Linked DNA regions of Zea mays: region 1 is linked to region 2. A link is a contact called in public Hi-C data. All regions are on one chromosome and are shown on one strand. Each heading gives the region's core, a stretch centred on a gene start, on an enhancer-like site or on the middle of the called end of the contact. The rest is flanking DNA. Distances are from core to core; before and after follow the strand shown.

Region 1 (4,377 bases), core at 963-3,462, 330 kb after region 2:
CAATTTTTGCACTACAAAATCTTTAGTTTTTGCAGTTCAGTTTTTTGCTGCTATAGGCTAGCTAGCCAACCAGAACCATCCATCCTCTTTCTTGCTTTTCTTTTTGCTTTCTTTGGCGTGGTTGTTTGTGGTCATACATACATTCACGCAGAGCAGAAGAGCTAGCTAAGCTAGGTGGGTGCCTGCAACGCGGGACAAAGAAAACTATTTGCTGCCTGGCAAGATGCTAATGTTGCCTAGTAGTTTATTCCATTTTTTGCAGTTTAGTTTATGTTTCAATTCCAAGTTTATTTGTTGATGTATCTTTGTAACAATTTTTTGGTAGAGGAATAAGGAAGCAAAAGGATATAGACATAAGGTTGTGAAGTTTTGGGATCTACTCAGCCTAGTGTACAATAAAGACCAAGCAAATAGAGAGGGTACTAAAACAGCAGCTGAAAGTTCAAAGGAAATGGCAAAAGAGAATGATACCGGAGGCAAGGATGCTCCATATTATGTATCTTTCTCGAGTAGTTTAAAAAGACAAAGATCATATGATTCATTTAACTCTATGTAGTGTGATAAGTTTGACATGCTTACATCTGCATTGAAAGATGACGGTCCAAAGCTACCCTCTTCCGCCGAAGTTCTCGCCGCATTACAAGAGGTTGAGGGACTTGATGAAGACACAGAACTTGAGCTTTTTATGACATCCTCACCTCTAATGCACGCAAGTTTGAGTCGATGATGGCACTCCCAATGGAAAGGAGGAAGAGGTGGCTTATGATGCAGCTAAGGAAGTGAAACAACTTATATGTGAACTTAGATCTATGTGTTGAACTGATTGTGTGAACTTGTCTTTGTGAAACTTTTGTGTGCGAACTTGATGGCTATGTGAAACTATTGTGTGCGAACTTGATGGCTTTATGAAACTACTATGTGAAGATTTGATGTCATTGTAGAACTTTTATGTGCGAACTTGATGACTTTGTGAAACTGTTATGTGTGACTTGCCTTTGTGGAACTGTTATTTGTGAACTTAATAGTTTCTGATAGTTGTAAATTGTTCATGCTCATTTTTAAGCAGATGCAAAGTCAAAAGATCCTTGTTTGTATTCAAATTCAAATTCCGTGTGCAAAGTGTCCAAACAACATCTAGAATTTAATTCTAGGAATTCAATTGCTTGTACAACCAAACAAAAATAATGGAATTGAATCACTTTCTAGTCGATTGAATTCTATATATTTCATTTCTTGGAATTTATTTCTTGGAAAAGATTTCATTTCTAGGCATCCAAACGGGTTGTAAGTGGTTTTATTTATTTATCACATATTTGAATATGTGAATTGTTTTTCGTTTATCTGAATGACTTATTCGGGTCATACAGATATTATTTATAATGAAATATTCTTCTGCAAAGAATACTACTCGTATTGCTCCTTATTATTGTTTCAGGGAAATTATACCGACCTCTTGTGACTTCACGGTTCACGCTCGGGGGCTACTGACTTCTAGTCAGATTAGAAAAAAAAACCAGTCAAAGTGATAGGATCTCCGGTAATCTATCATCATCTACTATATCAATAATCTGGATTCGACTCCAACTCACATTCTTCTTTAACTTGTACACGATTACTAATAGTGTCGTGCCTAATAGTGCTAGTGTTGTGCCGGGCCGGGCCAACCTATACTTGGTATCGACTGTGTACTGTAGACATGAGAGTTTAATAATTACTGTAGACAAAGATGTTAGGAGCTCCTATAAAATCTTTCATTACCAAAGTTTAATAATAAGGAAATGTATAAAAACTCAGTAATTTTGTCTTGAGCTTTTATTGAAGGACAAAATATGTCTTAGCCTGACTCTGCTTGATTCGGCCGCCCCACTGTTAGAAATATATGAAACCTGATAGTTATCGTCACCTCATTTCTTAGAAATATATAGTTAAGATGAGTTCGTACATGACCGCACCTTTCCTCGTAGGCATATAATTATTGCTAATATGAGAAATAAACTTATTCCACTAAATTTTAAGAAATGAACTCAGGAAGCGTCACTTTCATCGAATAAACCGAACACAGTATTTCAAATAACATGTCATAGCTACTCCTACAGTAACTTGTGCGACTGGCATCATTTTATTCAAGTTTTAGAATGAATACAGTAACAAGGTACTACGGCGCGCTGACCAAATCTGAGAACAATGCTATAGCTTGTGTGCTGCAGCCGGCTCCACCATAAGCTCCTACAGTCCTACACCTACAATATATACTAGCACTAAATTAACCCCTCCCTAATTTCATCATGTTTTTATACAGGTCATCCAGCTGACGAGCTCAGGTAACCCAGCATACAGCGGAGTGCCCGACTGACAAGACCACGACAGGAAAAAAAACCGCAACAAAGCCAAAACCACTACTCAGTTCGGCTGACACATGTTCTCCACATTGTTCTACGACACAACCAGAGGGGAATAGCGTTTCTTCGTCACTCTGCTTATGATGTCGCCTAATCCAACAACCCAGCAAGGATGTCTGCCTCACGAACTCAACAAATGATGTGGATGACAAGTGTAGCTAACGTCAGCAGCTGATCTCCCCTTCCTCGGTGTTAGGATCCATCAAAGGCGATATGCTATCCACCATCTCATGTTCTGTCCCTTCGGAATATTTCTTTGTGTCAACGAAAGTGGATGGTGATAGGCTGTTCGCCATTTCATGCCCTACAGCTCCCTGGAAGTCATCCTTCGTGCCAATAACCTTCACGGCTGATATGCAGTCTTGCATTTCATGCCCTGCTGCGTCTTCCTGGAAATCTTTCCTCGTGTTAATGTCCGCTCCCTGGAAGTCATCCTTCGTGCCAATGACCTTCACGGGTGATATGCTGTCTTGCATTTCATGCCCTGCTAAATCTTTCCTCATGTCAACGTCCATCGAGGGTGATGCGCTGTCCTCGACTTCCTGTTCCACCTCATCCTCGAGATCGTTCTTCATGAACAGGCCAAGCCTCTCCAGAGGGCTCCCTAACCCCGGTGGCAAGTCCCCATCAATAAAATCCACGATTAATTTGCCAGGTGGATTCGACTGCCACGTTTTGCTGAAGTTCTCCAGCTCCTTTAGGAAGTCACTGTTGTCAATATCAACAGTCTTCTTCATCTGCACAAGAGGAGATTTATCCCTTCATACCATCAAGCATATAAACTTGCAGGTCAGAAAACCGCAAGCAGGTTGTACCATGCGTACTGCCAGCCGTGCTGCTTCCCTTTCCTGCTCTCGCTTCACCCTCATTTCTTCCTCAAACTTTTGTTGTGCAGCTGCTTCAGCAGCCTTCACCTGAGCCTCAATCCTTGCTTTCTCTGTATTACAATGAAAACAAAATGAAGCGGTACCCATATTAGCATCCACAGGAATGGCATAGCTCATGTAAAGATGATAAAAAAAATCACAGCTTCTCAATATGCCATAATGTAGCTTCTTGACCGAATGTGCAAAGTACTGATTATATTTTCAATCCCTCAAAACAGAACTCTCGACCTCAAGATGCCTATTATTCTAGCGATATATGTACATAGATCATGTCTAAAGAGCACATAGAAGTAAATAGGAAATTTCATCAGCACAAATTGGTCGGAAGATGATAATGTCAACTTCTCAACTCACCTTACAAGTGAAAAAGAAGAATTACTCAGGAAGTTAACTTCAGCGCAGTTTATAACATGCCTTCAGTACCAGGTTCCCATCTTTAACCCCCACCAAAAACATTTAGTCCCAAGCAAGTCAAGTAGACTAAGGATGAAAACCAACAAGAAAAAAGAAAATATGATAATTCAAAAGAGGCATATAGAAATTTAGTGATAGTAAACGGCAGGTCATGTTTTGAGCATGTGGATCACTGATCTCCATGCACTAAGGCTCCAACAGCTTACTTATCTCCATCTCCTATTTCAAACCACACTATGTAAACAGTGCAGTCTACAGTACAAAAGAGTACTTTGCATGGTCATATGCATGATCTGTTGACCATAGCCTAATAGCTGAAGTTCTCAAATCCTGACTGTAACTAGTCTACCAAAAACTAGCTCATAGACCCAGTGGACTGTGACTGAGTTGCAAGGTTATTAAAGCGATAAAACGTTGAAGCGCTCATGAGAACTTTTTAACTTTAAAACATTTAAGCGAGCTTTAAAACGTCTTTTTAAACATGGACAAAATATGAATATAACAAAAATTCACATAATAATGTAACATGTCCATAGCCACACTACCACAAATCCACAATAACACAAGTTCAAGTGTTCAACTAATAGCAATTAGCAAGTGACAACCACAAAAAAAGTGGAATGAAATGTTCAATAGTCCACAATCACAAGCATACCACAAAAGCAACTAAAGTGGAA
Region 2 (4,162 bases), core at 829-3,328:
TACTGGGTTTTAATGTACATCCTGTCTTATTGCAGATGCCTGAGCTTTTGCACTGAAATGATGTTTTTTGTTCTGATTTATGTAGATCGTTCAAGGTTGCAATTGAATAATGTGGATGCAATTACTTCCAGGACATATATCTGCAAGTAATAGCTTTTTCTGAGTTCAGAAGATTTAAATTATGTTATATTAACTCACTTTATGAATTCAAACGAATGCAGCCATTGCTACAGCAAGTTTGTTGATTTCCTGCTCTACTGGTTCCGTGTATCATTGCCCCAAAATGTATGTATACTGAGCATGCTTATGTTAATTACCTCGGTAGTCTAACATTGCACTATGTTGCAACAAGATGCTTATCTGTTAGTTGATTTGTTACTAGACCTGCTCATATTCTGGGGTTGGGCCTTAAAAGGTGCGCCACTGAAATGGCAAAGCCAAATTCCTCCTGACATGGGCTGAGCTCAAATTCTGACCTGAAGCTCAAAATAGTACAGCATGTTCTTATTTTTGTAGAAAAATATTATGTTTAAATGAAATATATGCACAAACGGAAATGAAAACATTATCTTTTTTTTCCTGTCAGAAACCTATGACTAGGTCTGACAGACATACCTAATTTCTGCAAATGGCTTACTATATATTACACCCACAAACTAAAACATACCTTCAATCAAACTCAAAAAGTCAACGCAAGGTCCCATGACGTTGATTGCACAACTGGTAGTTTGTTGGCATTAGTGTAGGCTTCCTGCATTCCAAGTTCAGTGTAAGTTTGCCCTCCCTAAGAGCTTTGGATACTGTTACACACTTCGGAGACAACTTTTAAATGCATATACCAAGAAAAAACAAGAGTTCTTGCCTACCAAATTACATGAAAAAAATTACAATTGGCCCAAAAAAAAAAAAGAAACAGCGATTGTTTATGGGATATTACTCGATATATTTAGTCGAGCAACAAATTTCAGAAACATAACTGGGTTTCAAAACTAGTTTTGTCACATTCCTGTGCTCCTAGAGTGTTTTTTTTGGGTGAAATTTTGTGTCTAAATGCTTGTGCTGTCAAACTCAACATGGTTGATACGAGTTAAGAGTTTGGTTTAACTTTACAGTTGTACGCATGGATCGATGTATGAGTTCCTTTCATGGCAAAATCCTTCATTGACTATTCGAGCTGGCCAAGAAAAAGTCCAGTGCTGACTGCCTAACTATTTGTTGCTTTCGAATACCATGATGATTTCAATAACGAATGTTTCTTACAAGAGATGCCGAGGACTTTGTGCTTGTTATTTATAAGTAGGTTCCAGTATCCTCCACTGATAGGAAGAAAAAAAACAAAAACAAAGTTAGCTTTCATTCTAAGCCGAATCTTATTATCTTCAGCACATAACAGACACATTTGTTTGTTAGGTTCCACTGGTATGCTAATGGCAATTCGTGATGTTTGTTTTTATTTTTGGTTCCAGCTTCTTCCACGTGATGCTGCGGAGAGGGAGAGCTGCTGGTACGGTTTCATGTGCCGCACCCAGCACCATCGGCCTGACCACGCCAAGAAGCTGAACCACGTGTGTCGCCCGACAAGAGGCAACCAGCCCTAGTGAGACTTGACTGTTTCTGTCACCATTGTCATCACCATCCATTGTATGTGTGTGTCATCAAAATGGTCAGGAAGTGTGGCGCGTCCATGTTTGGAACCCTTTTTGGTTTGATCCTGGCTGGACCTGACAAGGAAATTATATTGCTGCTGGTGCCGGAACCGCCGCTCTGTCGGCAGGTCCGGGGGGGGGGGGGGGGGGGGGGGGATGGTTGAATTGAATGAAAATACCCCAGGCTAGTTTCACACGCGGACGGCGTTTCTGGCGCCCATGATGATGCAGAAAATGCTGATGGGCCGATTCCTCCTGACGGCGATTGCATTCTGCTGCAGGAGTTCCAACAAAGAAAGAAAACAATAGGGGGGGGGGGGGGGGTGCCCCAGCCTTTTGTTGCCTCTTTCGTGCTGCAGTTGCTCTGAGGAAAGCAGACGGCGCAGCTATACACGAAATTCACAAGCTTTTTCGTGGCCGTAGCAGGAGGCGCTCCCCGGAAAACCTGCCTGCAGCACGGAAGTGGGTGTGGGACTGTGGGTGCTTGCTCGCTGCAGCACCCATTGCATTGCTACTCGCCATCACACATCAGTCCTGCATGCTGCTGCCAGTCCTTTTTCTTTCGTTTCATACGTACTCCGTTATTATTGGAGCGAGCTTCCAAAGCTTTCGATCTACGCTGCCGGTGGATTAGGGCTAAAATATCGCCCGCAATGATTAACACACACAAAAAAAATAACGATAATATCGTCTGCCAACAATTAGATAGATAATGACGTTTCCCGTCTCGTTAATTCTGGCTCCATGGTAGTGCCCTCTCCTTGTCCATCTTTTTATTTATTTGTTGATTCGTTGTCCTTGACGTAGCATGCGTACGGATTCCTATACCTAATTGCGACATCACGCACTAGTGATCAAACCTCCACATGTCATAGCTATGCACTTGCACATATTATAATCTAAAACTCTCTCTCTCTCTCTCTCTCTCTCTCTCTCTCTCTCTCTCAAGTAAATAAAGCAGATATGGTCGCTCTTTAATTATAACAAAGTTCTTTGTGTCACTCGTTAAACCTGTTGTTAGCTACTATAGAGTGCGTTTTGGTTCGGGTTAAGCGTTGTCACGCGAGGGAGCATAGACTAGTACGAATGTGACAAAAGTCATGCCGCCAGTCGTCCACGATACTGGGTGTATATTATATATACATGCAAAGGAATTAAAGTCGGGGGGTGATCCGATGCATCGATGGAAATTGATTAAAGAAGAAAAGCACGCACACAACCATACCACCATTACTCGACTTGCCACTAACAATTCACACCACGCTTGGAAGCGCTTGCCGAGAGCCGGATAGCCCCCTCTCCTCTGTATCTTTTTTTTTGTAAAGAATAATGCAGCGAATCTTCTGACGTACCCTAGGTTTTGGCTATAACATTTCTTGATTTCAGCGTTCTAATTAATGATCCATAGAAACACCTACAGCTAGCTAACTATAGACACAGTCTGATGCAGACTAAATTGGTTTTGTTTTCATATTTTTTGTAACGGGCTGAAAACGAAAAACAACGGTCAAAATGTGGGGTCGAACCTGCCGATTCTTCGGAAACGATAAACTCTTAGTTGGAAAGATAAGTATTTTCAAGTTTCCACAAATACATAATAAAGTGGCATTTTGCCTAATTTTTAAGACATTAAAAATACACAAACAAATAAATAATACGCTTGATGTATCTCATATTAGCTAAATCGGTTTCGTACCGTTTCTAATGGGTTACCAAACAATTCAAAAAACGAACAGGAAAAACGGTATTCGAAACAGGACGGTACAGGATTTTCCTCGTCTCGTTTTCATCCCTACACGCCTATGTGTGAAACCATAACCTCTGTTTCCTCGCTGGAATCTAGATCTTGCCCCCTGGTGAGAGATCTTAGGGTGCTCCGGGTCGACAGGTCACCTGGGACGTCCCCAGACGACGTAGAGTCGTCTAAGAATTAAGAGACAGTCGAGGATGAGGTCTCTTGGATTGACAACCAGATCTTGCCCCGGGGAGGGGTAAGATCCTATGGTCGTCTTATTTAGGAAACAATTGATTTCATGAGTTGTTTTGTTCCCGAAGTAAGGACTCAGCTCGATGCAAGTCATCGGCTCTTGTGATCAGATAATATAAATATTTGATAGAATTTTGATGCACCGAGACCGTTTCGGATTGCATCCTCTTCAGCCATGTCTGCCTGATCAACATGTCAATAGGCAAAAACTTGTGGTGCCCCAGCTCGAATAAGCAAACTGATTGAGCCAGCAATACAGATTCATCGCCGTACCACCCCACACACTACCAGAATCTGACTCTTTGTCGAGTGCTCGACGCTTTGCCGAGTGCTTTTTATTGGGCACTTGGCAAAGAAGTCTTTGTCGAGAGCCACACTCGGCAAAGTCCTACTCTCGGTAACAACCACGTTTACCGAGAGGACTCCCGGCACAGGAAAACACTATGAAAGTGTATTCACCCCTTTTGTGAGTTTTGGTGATTTGGATAACAACATATTTAAAGGTCTAACAAGTTTGCTAAGTGTTGAA

What was found. Hi-C and Micro-C count contacts between places; a contact is called where the count stands out from the background.
Region 1: a contact with region 2 is called in a Hi-C map of ear, with 5 times the contacts expected there. The contact joins two enhancer-like sites. A contact is called at or near these places in 11 of 25 Hi-C or Micro-C datasets (ear, endosperm, leaf and 4 more) and 1 of 3 datasets of contacts at active chromatin or transcription factors (seedling).

Annotation. Positions count from the first base shown.
Region 1 is chr4:211,465,214-211,469,590 of Zm-B73-REFERENCE-NAM-5.0, forward strand. It overlaps LOC100383886, which reads right to left. Exons shown (of 10, transcript NM_001346823.1): 9 at 3,215-3,336; 10 at 2,092-3,136. The coding sequence ends at 2,564. Among protein-coding and RNA genes, the nearest start is that of LOC111591370, 10 kb to the right of the region's middle. Within about 2 kb of position 2,213, at least 9 of the 20 cell types and tissues checked have an H3K27ac peak or open chromatin away from gene starts, as enhancers often do. A contact at or near this core is called in ear and root tip, where this site is marked.
Region 2 is chr4:211,133,618-211,137,779 of Zm-B73-REFERENCE-NAM-5.0, forward strand. LOC100274308 (putative RING zinc finger domain superfamily protein) reads left to right here. Exons shown (of 15, transcript NM_001148671.2): 13 at 86-146; 14 at 222-285; 15 at 1,467-1,740. The coding sequence ends at 1,598. Among protein-coding and RNA genes, the nearest start is that of LOC100274308, 7.8 kb to the left of the region's middle. Within about 2 kb of position 2,079, at least 14 of the 20 cell types and tissues checked have an H3K27ac peak or open chromatin away from gene starts, as enhancers often do. A contact at or near this core is called in ear and root tip, where this site is marked.